2 separate regions of the Mus musculus genome follow, and region 1 is linked to region 2. Evidence: chromatin contacts called from public Hi-C data. All regions are on one chromosome and are shown on one strand. Each heading gives the region's core, a stretch centred on a gene start, on an enhancer-like site or on the middle of the called end of the contact. The rest is flanking DNA. Distances are from core to core; before and after follow the strand shown. Region 1 has its middle 33 kb from the start of Gm24208. Region 2 has its middle 41 kb from the start of Gm35208.

Evidence for each region. A called contact is a pair of places that touch in the nucleus more often than the background predicts.
Region 1: a Hi-C map of the N1E-115 cell line shows a contact between it and region 2, with 5 times the contacts expected there. The contact joins two enhancer-like sites. A contact is called at or near these places in 25 of 484 Hi-C or Micro-C datasets (the N1E-115 cell line, cerebral cortex, cortical neurons and 6 more), 2 of 115 datasets of contacts at active chromatin or transcription factors (extraembryonic endoderm stem cells and neural progenitor cells) and 1 of 9 other capture datasets (embryonic stem cells).

The regions. Positions count from the first base shown.
Region 1 is chr12:13,210,688-13,217,860 of GRCm38.p6, forward strand. No RefSeq gene overlaps it. Among named protein-coding and RNA genes, the nearest start is that of Gm24208, 33 kb to the left of the region's middle. Within about 2 kb of position 4,089, at least 27 of the 459 cell types and tissues checked have an H3K27ac peak or open chromatin away from gene starts, as enhancers often do. A contact at or near this core is called in the N1E-115 cell line, cortical neurons and neural stem cells, where this site is marked.
Region 2 is chr12:13,024,642-13,032,040 of GRCm38.p6, forward strand. No RefSeq gene overlaps it. Among named protein-coding and RNA genes, the nearest start is that of Gm35208, 41 kb to the left of the region's middle. Within about 2 kb of position 1,475, at least 44 of the 459 cell types and tissues checked have an H3K27ac peak or open chromatin away from gene starts, as enhancers often do. A contact at or near this core is called in the N1E-115 cell line, cortical neurons and neural stem cells, where this site is marked.

The DNA.
Region 1 (7,173 bases), core at 2,839-5,338, 190 kb after region 2:
TGCCTAGTGTCCTCTGAAGCCCAAAGGGGAGTCGGATCCCCTAGAACTGGAGTTATGAGTGGGTTCTGGGAACCACGTTCAGATCCTCTGCAAGAGCAGCAGGCACTCGCTCTGAAGCCCTGAGCCGTCTCCCTAGCTCCCCTCTTTCCCATTTAATACAACGATTCACAGCTATAAATTTCCCTCTAGCCACTGCTTTAGCTTCTTCCCCTAGCTGTCTTTACCATTTCTGTTTTCACCTTTCTCAGAGCAGTTTCTAATTTCTCTCAGGATTTCATCTTTGACATGGCAGCTCCATCTCTTCCTTGTGCTTGTTTACTGCTATGATGCTCTCTGTTGTTGACTTCCAAGTTCGGTCCAGTGTGTTTGGTGCCCGTGTAGCTCAAAGTCTTTTGAGCAGACTGAGGCATGTCTATGGACTACCATATCCTGGGGAATGCTCCCTGTGTCCTAGAGGGATATGTATTCTGTTGTTGGGGCCTCTAAAGATAGAGTCTTCTCAGCCTATATTCTGCTAGTTATAATTAAGTCTTTCCAGTTCTGGTTGAAAACCAGGTATTGAAGTATCCAACTAGTATTCTTGAATTTTTACCTTGTTACTTTAAACCACAGTTTCCTTAAAGGACAATAATTATTCCTGCTTTACAGAGGGGTAAAGAATTTAAAATACACTGGGTGGTGGTACGTACCTTTAATTCTAGCACTTGGGAGGTAGTGGCAAACAGATCTGTGAGTTCAAGGCCAGCCTGGTCTACAGAACAAGTTCTAGGATAGATAGAAATAGATAGACAGACAGAAGATGGGTGGGTGGTTGGTGGATGGAGAGAGAGAGAGAGAGAGAGAGAGAGAGAGAGAGAGAGAGAGAGAGAGAGAGAGACTGTGCACGGTGAGTACTGCTGCAGTGGCTCTGGATGATTGGCAGTGCACAGTGGTGGGGAGAAAGCTTTCCATCCAGTAGCTAGCTGGTTCTGGGTTACATCAACATACTTTCAGTCTGGAAAACACAACCCCCCTAAAGGAGACAGTCACGGCTCAGCCCTGTATGACTCTACAGCCTAATTTCCAAGATGTACATATCTCCCATCTTAAAAAAAAAATCACGAAACTTACAAGCTAACATATTCTAACCTGTCATCCGAACTCTGCTAGCTGGATCATCACAGAAGGGTCACGAAACTTGCCTACTCCTCTCTCATTCCTTTCTTTTCCCTGTTTAACAAATAAATGCTTACTAGCAGCCCTGGCCGGGCCATACTCTGCCCTGGGTCCAGAGTATGCTGAAGGTCGGCCTGCTTTAAATGCCCTTCTCTCTGCAGCAAGAGGTAGTATGTCTAAGCAGGTAAATAAAATGCAGGAAGCGTATACTTTGGGAGGGGAAGGAACAAAAGGTTTAGAGCACACATAAAGACAGAGGTGACCTGCCTAGTAGGGAGGAGATCGTGAAGGAGCAGGAAGAGTGGTTCCCAACAAAGCACTACCAAAAACTGACAAGACATGCAGTCCTCAACAGCAGCTTGAGTTTCATAACCCTTCCTGCCCCTGCCAGCCCTCTTAGGTGGGAGGGGGCCCGGGGAGGAGGAGGAGGAGGAAAACAAGAGGATGTTACACTAAGTGAGTCATCCAGCCTCAAATAACCGAGAGCTGCTAAAGCAGAAAGTTCTCAGCTTGGAAGTGTGCCAGCTTCAGTGCTGCAAAAATAGCCACGATGAATTCACATATTTCTCTGGGAGTGTTGGTCCATCGTACCAGTGAAATCTCAGCCACAGCAAATTGGAACTTGGGGCCCATATGCTCAAAATCATGCTCAGATTTTGGTCAAAGGTTTTCTTGAGAAGGCTGAAAAAGCTGTGATTTTGTTTTTTTGTTTTTTGTTTGTTTGTTTGTTTGTTTGTTTGTTTTACTGAAAGTGGTCTATTCTTCCATTCTGTTGGGGTTATTACACTATGGGATATTGTTTCCTGCTCGGAGTGAAAAGTCTCGGTGTTTTTCTGTTGAAGGCCTCCATCATCTAAGCATGATAGTCTCGTCAGTTGGAAAAGGTCACAATGTAAGAATGCCTGCACACTGTAGAGGGAGAAGAGGCATTGTAGCCCAAAAGCCTCTCACTAGACCATTGGTTCCTAGCTTTCCTAATGCTGCAACCTTTTAATCCAGTTCTGCATGTTGTGGGGACCCCCAACTATAAAATCATTTCATTGCTACTTCAGAACTGTAATGGTACTACTGTTATAAATGGTAAAATAAATATCTGATATACAACTGTTGGTGGCCCACAAGTTGAGAACCACTGCTCTAGCAGCACCTTGACCCACCTGGAATAGGTATGTGACAGTTTTAGAGAGTTTAGAGCTAATTTGCTTAGTTAGTTAGTTAGTTAGTTAGTTAGTTAGTTAGTTAGTTAGTTAGTTTTTCAAGACAGGGTTTCTCTGTGTAGCCCTGACTGTCCTGGAACTCACTTTGTAGACCAGGCTAGCCTCGAACTCAGAAATCTGCCTGCCTCTGCCTCCCGTGTGCTGGGATTAAAGGCGTGCACAACCACGACCCGCTAGCTAATTTATAATGTGTAGGGGAGACAAAGAGATGAGCTGAGGTTTTCCTGGAGGGGCACAGCAGGAAAGCCCACCTTCCAGGGCTTGACAAACTCAACATCCAAGACCCTTGCGCCTCAGGCTCCTTACCTGAAAAAGGATAGCGCTGGCTCTTACATGAGTCAGAATCCAAAATATCTGGCTTCTGGGTGGCATTCCAGAGCAGACTTTTCATTCAAGGGGCTGGGTAGGATGACTCAGGGCCCTGACACTGGGTAAGATCCTGACAGTCAAGGAGGGAAGATCTCCCAGCAGGCAACAGCATAAGAATAAAGGCAGTCCTAGCACCATTACTTTCCAGCCATGTCATCTTTAAACTAGTAACTACCCTCTTGGTGATGCTTGGGAAATATGAAGGTAACCTAGCTTCTGGGTTGTTAGGACTGAACCAGAATGGGTACTTAGAATGATGCCAAGTTCACAGTATAGACCAATAAATGATACTTACTGTTTTTTACATAGGGGTTGGTGGTATGAATGGAGAGGATTTAAGGAGGAAGGTTGGGAAATAAAAGATTTAAGCGTCTTAGTTTGGATTTAATTAATAGAGGCCTATCTCACTTTCTTGGGTGGGTTTGACACAGATGATAAACTATATAACACTGAGTGTAATTTTAACTGTGCACTCAGTGGTAGAAACCAAATGAATTCTGTCACAGATTTAAATGGCCCCAGCAGAGGATGTTCTTGAGTTGGTGACTCAGTTCTGCTTCCATCACCTAAGAAGCTATTCAGTCATAGTAGAAGGTATATAGCTGGAGAGAAGCCATTCACTGATAGCAGAAGGTATATAGCTGGAGAGAAGCTATTCAGTGATAGCAGAAGGTATATAGCTGGAGAGATGGCTCCCACTTAAGAGCATTTGTTGATCTTGCAAAGGACCTGGGTTTGGTTCCAGCACCTATGTTGGCTCAAGTCATGTATAACGCCAGTTCCAGGAGATACAATATCATCTTAAGAGCTCTACAGGTACCAGGCACATAAAATATGCAAACACATCAAAGAAAGTTTAAAAAAAAAGATAGGAAGGAAGAAAGGAAGAAAAATAGAAGTTACTTGCTGAGAAGGGAGATTCTGAAAGACCATCCACGTTTTGAGTGTTCACATAAGTCCCCATGAGCTGCCATATGAAGTGACTAGGCTCATTGTCCAAGCTGTGCAAGCCCACACATCCTGCCCTTGTCCTCACCCATACCCACCCACAGGCAGGCAAGTCCACCAGGGCCATTCCACAAATTTCTAGCATGCTCTCCAGGGGCAATGGTGTAATTCCTGGGATCAGCTGCATAGGAGGCAAGAAAGCCGGTGGGTGTCAGCAATTAGTTAATGTGATACCCACCTCACTTCGTTCAGAGCTGGCCTTTCAGAGACAGGCAAAATCAAAGGAAATGACTGAGAAAAAGCACTCCAAGTTCTGGAGATGTTAATGAGCACAGCAATTAGCGTAAGCACGATCCTGACATGTATGGAAAATCTTTATACGGAGAAGTCTCCAATGGTGGGCCCAAGAGAAGGCGTGGGGTGGGGGGTAGTCCACCATACTGTGACAGGAGGAACCACCCAGGCACTAGCCATGTGGGGCCAATTCGCTAAGGAAAAAAAAAATTCCAATTCACACTTCTTGGCCTTCAAGATCTAGGTAAAAAAAAAAGCCACAGACTCTGACAAATGTAATGGGGAAATAATTCCTTGGAATCTGTGAATTTGCTTAGATGGAAAAGAGGCAAGTCAGGTAATCCTTAAGTGACCCCAAGTGGTAAAAATACACCAACACATGTGTTCAGGCCTTTGTGGGTATTCACAGCGCGACACTAGCACCACCTAGTGTACAGAACTGGGAAGTGAGCCACAAACCCACACACCCTGACTCTGGTTGTCTCCATTAGCACATAGGTTTTATTCTGCAGTGTTTTCTTGGTGCTGGGTTGTGAGCCAGTGGGAAAACGAGTAACAATTTATGGATGGACACACATTACAAGATTTGTTATTACAGTCTACAGTACTAATACCAATATTTTAAGTAAACAGTATGTAATGATACGGATATGATCCAATTTCTCCAAATTGCCTGGCTTTTAATGCCAAACAAAATATCTCAAACTGTAGTCTGAGACTGTAAGCCGGTCCTCGCTCAAGCATGTCTCAGGGTTCTTTAGCAAGCGCTTGTAAGTCTGACTGTGGCTAAGCATGCCATCTCATGAACTTTAAATGGCTTCTACAGGGCTTTCTTGCTAGCCCCCTTTACAACAATTTCCTCACAGTAAAAGATCAGAATCAGTTCCCACCAGTCCAGTACCACTTTGTCTAAACACAGAATTTCCCTTTATGTCCAGTCAGACTTTAAGCAGCTAACATCTGCGAGCAGCCAGGGAATCACAATATGTGGGGAAGGAAAAGCCAAACTCATGATGGCCATCACTACTTCAACACTCAAGTAATAGTCTCTCCTCCTCTAATCAGTTTCTATCCGAGATTCTCTACAAAACCCTGAATGCACACTCATGCACATGTGCATGCATGCATGCATAGGGATGGATCAGGCTCCACTTAAAACAGCTTGCTAGCATCACCTGGGACACCCAAGGCCTACTCCATCCAGAGCAGTCACGGCAGAGTTCCTGGAGGCAAGGTCTAGACAGACCCTGCACTTCATTTAAGGAATCTGGCTCTCATGTCCTTTGGGCCATCTTTAGGGTAAAAATTTGCCATGAGAAAAGCTCTGAGAGCTACTTCTGTGTTTCTCTCAGTGGTCCTGGGTTCTGTCCTTGAACTAACAGACTCTGATGTGAGTAGGTTAAAGAGAAGTCTGTAACTCTTATTGGGTCCTGCAGACCTCCTAGATTGCAAAATCTTTCAGATTTCTCTCAATAGTTTAACTAGAAGTGGAATATCAGAAACAAAGAAACTAAGGCTTTAAAGAATTTTAAATGAATCTAAAACAACTGAACAGAAATTGACAGCAAAATACTCAATCTTTTCCTCCCTTAAAGGAACCAACCCCCTACAGTGCCCTCTCTCCCTATAAATCCCATCCCTCCTCCCCACCCCACCCCCCAGGAACCCCCTTTAGTTCCCTCATCTCTTCCTCCCTTGAAAGACATCCTTCACAATAGCAAACTAGTATCCCTCCCTTTCCTTCCTGGACCATTGCATTTTTGTTCCAATAGTCCCTCCTCCACTCCCACGAAACCAGATCACTTCGGGACTGCTACTAGTCCTTTGGAAAATGACATTATCTAGTCAAACGATAAGATTGCTGTAAGGAAATCTACCCTGGGTTTCCTTGTGCATTTACTCTTTTTTTTAATTTATTTAATGTATCTTATCAAATGACAATGAAGCACATAATTTCTCTAAGTCAAAACAAGGCAAGGAATGTGACGAAATGGTTCTACCCATTTCCAATTGGCCAGGAACCAATTCTTTTCTTTCTTTTTAAATCTGGGGCAGACTGAGTCATTGCCACATAGTTCTACCTTGAAAAGGGAAAAAAAGAAAAAAGAAAAAAAGACCGACTTCAAGCTTAGATCTTAGTTTATATTTAGCTTATAACCCATAATATAGTGGCCGGGTGGGGGTAGGAAGGGTGGGGGTGGTGGCAGTCACAGGGAAGGAGCAGGGTACAGAGTCAAGTGGGAAGTGCCTCCTATCTGCTTCTCACTAGCACTGATCTATACTCTATAAACACACAGCAAGGTTTAAGTACAACAAGTTCTATTTTAATTCATAAAATATATTCCACAAGGCTCTTCCTGGGTTGTTAGTGTGACTGTCAATCAGCACAACCCCTTCAGAAAGTAATCTGGCACTGGCGGTCTGGTCCTGGAAAATATCCAGTGTTCAGTCTTGAATTCAGTGTTCAAGACAACATTCTGAGAAGGTACGCACTGCAGCACTGTACAAGGACAATGGAAATAATGTAAATAACAAGAAATACGGTACGAGTGCCCCTCATCTACTGAACTTTCGCAGAACGCCTGATAGGCTGCTGAATAATGCACATTCTTTTCCTTTTCATGAAGGAACCACAGCTTAGAGAAGCTGTGACCTTGCGCTCTGATATACTGAAGCATGGGCTCATGCAGATTCCACCCAGGCCACAGTGACTGAAGCTCATATGCCTCTAAGTTCCCCTCAGTGCTCATCAGCACTGCGGGAGCGTTATGACATAAATTATCAATGGATTGTTACAAGCTTATTAAGAGTGGAAATACATCCCAATTCCTCAAGCACAAAACCACTCCAGTCACTATGCAGGGGTGACCCTCAGAATCAAAGCCCGAAGCCACACCCATCGAACACTGAAGTGGAGTAAACCATAGCATTTGTTTAGAGAGAAGAATGACCCAGACCTGTGAGCAGCATTTCAGCTCCTGTAGAACTGAAAAAACAAGGGACAATAAGGAAGCTGAGTCAGAAACAGTACCATTTACAAGTTAATATTTAACATGTTCTAGCCTTTGCAGGGCCTCTAGTGCTCTGAGGCAGACGCCAAAGTTCTGTGACCAAGATCTGACCATGCAGCAGCTCAGATAAGACCCAGTTACAGTACCAGACAATTCACAGAGAGTGGGCAGCTATTTCC
Region 2 (7,399 bases), core at 225-2,724:
GTTTCCATGGAAACAGGAGCAGAGAGGCAGTGCTCCTAGGTGATGCTGCAGGGTGCTCATTGGCAGGACCCCTCCCCCCATCCAGTCCACCTGAGGTACTGAGACCTGGAGGTGTACACAGAGCAGGGACTCAGACCCAGTATTAGGTTCAGGAGGTCCCTCAGCCTGCTTGGGGCTGATTAAAAGCTGAGTGAAGCTCAGGTGCTGCCATAGTTAAATTCCTATTTGAGGATGTATTTTTAACCTGGCCTTGTGGTAAAGACCCCTAATCCCAGCAAGACCAATAAAACCAGTTACTCAGAAGGCTGAGGCAGGAGGATAGAAAATTCTGAATTTGCCCAGGTTCTAGAATTAGGTCAAGCCCAGGCTGGATAACTCAGTAAGGCCTTGTCCCAGAGTTAAAAGCAAAAATAAGCCGGGCTGCAGCTCAGTGGCGGGGAGCTTGCCCAGCATGCACAAGGCATAACTTTACTCTCCAACACCATCAAAACACAAACAAACAAAAACCGCAAGTATATGATGTTGGAGTTCCCCTGGGCCTTCAGAGTTTCAACTTGAAAGTCTCCCACATGCTGACCACTCAGCGAGTAATCGTCTTATTTTATTTACTACAGGAGACTGGGGCCAGAATATTGAGAGTTGGCATCAAGCTTTAAGATGGAGCCTCACTGCAGGTCTGGGGAGTCACTCCCCACCTCTGGCCGTAGGTTCCCCACCTCTAAACATAAGGTACAAGTGAGCTTCTGTATGGGAACCCAAGAAATACGAATTCCCGTGTCATTCTGCAGATGGTAGACCCTCTGATGGTTAGTTTCTCCATCCATGGTCTCTCATATCCTGCTTCTTCTGTCTAGGCTAAGACTTGGGCCAGCACATAGGCAGCCTTGAGGTCAGGGTGACTCCCACCTAGGTGCTATGAGTAGAGAGGATGGAGTGTTCCTTCTGCCTGTGTGTTAATATCCCACCTGCAAGATGGAGGACTTTTAAAAAAAGATATCAGAAGCTTCAGGTTGCCAACCACACCTACTCAGGCGCCCTTCCTGGGACTTCTTCCCTATCTCACATCAAGGGAGGCCTTGAAGTTGCCATCTTCCTGCCTTAGTCTTCAGAGTAGCTGGGATGATCACAGGCCTGTACTATTACCAGGGGCAGTCAAGGTGAGTATAACCACTGTCACCTTACACACATATGACACTGTCAGGGGAGATTCTTTCAAGCTTCCTTCACCACTAAGTGACACACATGTCTCCAGAATCCTGCCTTTGTTCTTTAAAAACAAACAAACAAACAAACAAACAACAACAATCAGAACCAACCAAGCAAAAACAACAACAACAACAACAACAAAAAAGACAATCACAGTGGCTGCTAAAGCCAGCATTGTCAGGCTTTAGCTGTTGCTTTGAAACCTGCCTTCTGGGCTGGCCTGTGTGAGCTGCTGTGAAGCCTGGCTGTCTGCCACGAGTCCACTCAATTTACCCACATGACCACATGGCTGGGGCCTGTCTTGTGAGGAACGTAAGGCCAGTGAATGGCCCACTCTGTACCAGGAACCAGGGTCTGATTCAATTTAAACCTGCCTGTTCAGGGACCAGCCTAGGGCAAGAAAGCCTGCTTCTTTTCTGAGAAGCATAGGCAAGCTTCAGCCAGAGGCCCTGTAATCAGGTTTGCAGGGGTAACATCAGACCCAGCACTGGCCCCCCGCCCCATTATCACCCGCCTTTGTGGGGTCAGTGTGGTGGCACGCCTGCCCTGTGGCCTCATAAAACTCTTCTTTTCCCCTTAATCAAATCCGGCTTCCAGCCTGGCATTCCCCTGGCCTGAAGTCATCTCCGTGGGGAGAGGATCTGTGCTGGGTGTTAGGCACACAGAACTAAAGGCAAAGATGGCTGAGAGAGGAACCCAAGAGGTCATTTATAGCACACCCTGCAGAGGCAAGATCTGAGGTCAGAATGGAACAATTTGCCTTTGCAAATGTCACAGGCCAGGGCATGGAAAGATCAGGGACCTGAGAGCCACAGGCACACGGTACCTAACATAATCTAGACCAGCAGCTCTCAACTTGTGGGTCAAGACTTCTGGGGGGAGGGGCTGTCGAAAAACCTCACAAGACTCACCGAAGACCATTGAAAATCCCAGATAGTTATATTATGATTTACAACAGTAACAAAATTACAGTTATGAAGTAGCAATGAAAATACTGTTATGGCTGGAGTTCACCACAGCATGAGGGACTATACTAAAGGGTCTCAGCATTAGGAAGAGTGGGATCTGCTGGTTTGAATGGAGGGACAAGTGCATGCTGAACACAGGGAGAGATTGCACGAAGACAAAAAACTCCTGAGAGACCATAGATGCCGCCTACCTCTCCAGAAATGGGGGCTCCTGTAGGAAGTGGTAGATAGGGGAGGAGGGTGTGCCTTTTAGGGAAGATCATTCTAGTCTCAGAGGCTCAGGGTACAGTAAGTCATATCACACAGGATCCTTGCCACCCTCTGAAAAGCCAGTTTGAAGACACCACAGTGAGCAAAGGGTTAATAATAGGTACCTGCCCAGAATCAGAACACACACACACACACACACACACACACACACACACACACACACACACACACACGCAGTCCATGTCAGGATCTCAGCAAAAGCCTCCACAGGGGAGCTTTTGATGAATGTTCAACAAGAAAGTCAACGATCAAGATTAGCTCCCCAGTTGGGGTGGTGGTGCACACCTAATCATTACAGTGTGGGGCTGGTAGAGGCAGGAGGATCAGGTATTCAAAGTCATGCTTAACTACATAACGAGTTTAAGGCCACCTTGGGCTGCAGGAGATCAGGCCTTAAAACAAAACAAAAGGAAAAAAAAAACCAACAAAAAGATGAGAAACCCAACTAAGTTAAATCAAAATGTTATATCTTTAGAGAGATGGAAAGAGCCCTGTTTCTGACTAGAGAGAGGAGGGTTGGACCACTCAGACAGTGAAAGAGCATGCAAAGATTTCTAGATTGGGGGGTGGGCAATGTCATGAGATAGAAAGTCATAAGGAAACATACATTTTTCAGAGTTGCAGATGTAGGAGCTGAGAAACTATGGAGGGAAACTCAGTGGCCCTGAGCAGTCTGTGAGGTGATCAGAATTAAGACTTAAAACCTGAAGGAATTGTCCAAATACAAAGATGTATGGAGAATGCCTCAGAGAGGGAGAGAGAGCAGAGAGAGAGAGAGAGAGCAAGAGAGAGAGAGAGAGAGAGAGAGAGAGAGAGAGCAAGAGAGAGTGAGAAAGAGCAAGATCAAGAGAGAATGGGAGAGGGAGAGGGAGGGGGAGGGGGAGAGGGAGAGGGAGCAACAGCATCTTCCATGGATGGTAGAGCCTCAGGATATCTGGGTCTGACTGGAGCTCAGAGGAGCTTTTCTGAATGTGCACTTCCGCAGAGGTTGGTTTCCTCTTGAGAGAATTTAAACGGCTCCTGTAAAAGCTCCCAACCCAGAAGTGTCACAGAGCAGTGGTGAGTCTCATCCTTGCCTCCTGTACATAAACCCAGCAACATGTTGTGCCCCTTCATTCCTGGCCCATCTAGCAGAGCATTGAGAGCCTTTCCGGGCAGATGTCCCCTTTGATGATTACCAGAGACATCTGGGAGCTGTCCAAGGTGTCCCAGCTTCCCTCCAAAGAAGGCACTCGAAGCTGGAGAAAACCCTGCTGTGGCTTGCCAGCAGCTCCAGCACTAGATTGAGTTAATCTCTACTGTGCATCTCTGGAGACCTGTCACTGCTTGACCTCAACTGAACCTCTGAGACAGTTTAAGGCAATGGATCCTATCAATATCAATGCAATACAAGGGACTTTATGAGTACCAGAGCCTACCAGGAGTTTAGACATTACTCAATATATCACTTCTTTCTCCCAGGAAACAAACTCAGAAGACAAAAGCTCTTTTCCTAATCTCAAAGCCCAGATTTGGAAAGCCAGCAAGCGTCCTCTGATTTCCTCTGTGCAACAGGGTCTTCTGACCCACCTCTATAGAACGAGCACTGTGTTATGAGGGAGACTCAAGCAGAGGTCAGCTATAGTCTCATAGTTCTGTGTTCTCTGTATCTTGCTCTCCAGTTCTCTCCATCTCTCAGTTATATGTGCGGTAAAAAATGCTTTCCCTGGTGATACTCACAGTCCCAATTTTGATGGACAGTTGACGGACAGAGAAAGCCTGTCTAGTTAATAGTCTGCTTTCAAGACCACTGGCTTAAGAGTGCAGCATGTATGGGCAGGTTGGGGGAAGAAGATCTGTTCCCATGCTCAGGAGTGATAATGGCAGGAGGCGGAATCATAGCAGACTTTCTCTCCTTCCCACCTTCCTAGGGCTTTCAAGTATGATCACGTCTATTCTCTAATTATTGTTCTATTCATTTGTAAAGTTAGGACATTATTCGGATTAGTAAAAGTTCTCTCTTATTGTACACAGTTTCGTGAGTTTTGAGAAATGCACATATCCATGGAGCTACCAGGGCCGTCAAATGCTGGAACAGTTGTCTGGCACCTCTCTGTATTGCTCTCCTCTCTCTCCTCTCAGTCCCTTGGATCTCTAATTTGTTTTCTGCTCCCATCGTTTTATGGCTTCTGGAGTGTCACCTGTTCCATCATATGGGCATAATGGTCTGGTTATCCTGTCACTAGGTGAAGGCTACTGAGGCTACTTCAGAATAGTCACACAAGCCCAGCAGTTGAGTCATGGTGAACTGCATACACCACAGTGATCTCCTGAGACTTTCACAGAGCTGAGGGGTATCCGTGACCATGCGATATTGTAGCCATTGCGTGTTGTATAACACTCATGTAATAATCTGCCAATCAGGTGGAATTTAAACATGTGCACTTACACGCTATCTGCCACACCTGATAGCAGTTGTATAAAGGACTGTGCAAGTCATATTTACATGTTAATTATACGGCTTGTCTTTATTTTAAAACATCTGTCTATCTGTTGTCTGCTTGATTTTTGAAACTGGGGATCAAAGTAGGCAAGTGCTCTATCACTGACCTATATTCCCATTCTATTTCTTACCTTTCAGAAGAAGGTTCACTGCCTTCTAGTGTTGGTCTTCAAATAGGAAGGTAAATAACTCAAAATAGCTTCAGGAAGTTCCTGAAACTGACCAGATTCACTAGGCCCCTCCCTGCCAGAGGAGGCAGATCCAAGCTGCAAAGACTATCAGAGCAGACCAGCTGCCAAGAAGTCTCAGAATGCCTGAGCTGCAAAAAAGACTTTGAAATCAGACAAACTGCCCAGAGGAAGCAGAGACCAGTTGAGAGGCTTGAAGAGGTTTAGACTAACAAAGGCACTGAGAAACGGACACTCTCCCACCTATTGGGCCGGCTGCAGGGTGTTCAGTATGTTCCAGATTCCCAGTTTTGTGATCTGTCCACCATGCTGTGGTGAGCTTCCATGTTGGAGCTGTCTTTGAGTAAGTAACCCCAATAAAACAAACTTATTGTTCACTAAGTTGGACTTTGGTGGCATCTGTACTTTAGTCGGTCATGGGCTCCACAGGTGGAATAAGTAAACCCGTATTCTCAGGGAGTGTTTGTCACACAGCAGCCAGCGAGATAGCTCGTACAGTCAAGTGCCTCCTGTGCACCCATATAAAAAGCATAAGCACATCATCCAGCTAAAAGGGTGAGCTCCAGGCTCAGCAGGAGACCCAGTCTCAACCGAACAAGGTGGGAATTGATACAGGATTAGCTCTCGCACACATACACAGCTGAGCAATCCACCTACACATGCACACACATGAGCACATGCAAGGCTGAGTATAAACACAGTCTGATTTGTGGAATCAGCATCAGCCTCAGATTTTTCGAGCTTGTCTCTTGGTTGATTCATTTCCCCTCTATGTCTTGATTTAATCTCATGTTGTCTTTGTCATGGCTCCGTACCAAAATGCACATACCGTGTGGCCTAGATATGTCACGGCTTATACAAGTCTATTTTTTTTTTAACTTTTTTCACTCAAGTTCCCTTTTGATGAAGAAACGTTTTACACCTGCCTTGGGCTATGTAGGCAAATAAAATATATTCCTCAAAATATACTGATAATAAACCATGAAGAAATGTATTTAAAATAATTCTTATAAATATATATGTTACCGTTTATTACAGATGAAAGCCAATTTGCATACTAATGAGATAGACATGCTTGTTTATTTTTATAGGCAGAATTAAATCTTGGCTGAATAGTTGATTCTGCAGGATGTAGAGCTTCTTCAACATTTTTCAGGGTTGATCGATATTTTGATATTGTGATTGTCAATGCTGAGAATGCCACTCACATAAATATGCAGTTCAAAGTAGCTGAAGTATGTTCTGGGCCATTTTAGAAATTGTTGGAAATTCTGTTCTAATCTCAAGCCAGAATTCATTTAGCAATTTTTAAAATATGAAACTCAAGTCAGCAACTCCAACGGCAATTTTTTAAAAAATTAAACATTTTACCACAGTGCAAACTGAAGAGACACTAACTTTATTATTTACGTTGGGGAGGAACGGTGGTAGGAAAACAGCCAAATGCCTTTGTTTTCCATAATTAAACCATGATGGTTCTGTGGCAGCAGAAAATCTTTGTAAATGCACCAAAACACCGCAGTTCACAACATACTGTAGTCTTGGATGTGCACCAAAGTGTTTGAGGCAGGGTCAGTTGACATTGTGGTGTGATGTCATATACTGTGTGTGTTAAGTGTTCAGAACCATGGCTGCAGTGAAGTTGTATGTCACAACACAGGCAAGCACTGCCACTTCATTATGCATTTGACACGAATTCATAGATTACGGCCCATTCAGAAAGGTCTCATTATTGCTGTGACACTGCCACAGTCCCAGTGTTCACGTACACCAACCCACCACCTTCTACAACTTTCTACAAGTTTAGGAAGTTGTAGCCCATGTCGTCTTGTCTCAAGGGCAATTGAGGATATTCTTATAACCAAATCACCAACAAGCCATTTCTCTGAGCATGTCCTGATCTGGCAGTGGGTGGTTGAATTTGCTCAGAGATTAGGAGTAATCCCCAGACCAGCAATCACACAGTGGCTTTTCTAACAGTAAATGTTCGGTTCTCTGGGGTAAGAGCCAAGCAGTGAGCTGGTTGGAGCACGTGCTAAGTGTATGTCTTACATTTTGAGAAGCTACCCACCTTCAGTCCAAAGGAGCTACCAGCTTTTCACTCCCTAGTAATGAGATAGGAGAGTTCTGGCTTCTGGGATCGGGGCTCCATTTCACCAGGACTTTGCTCCACTGTTTCTCCCTAGCCATTTGCATAACTTCACAGTGCATTGTCTAACTTTGATATGAGGACTATCATAAATGATCATTTCTGTATTTTTCAGAGGTCCAAACTGAAGCTCAGA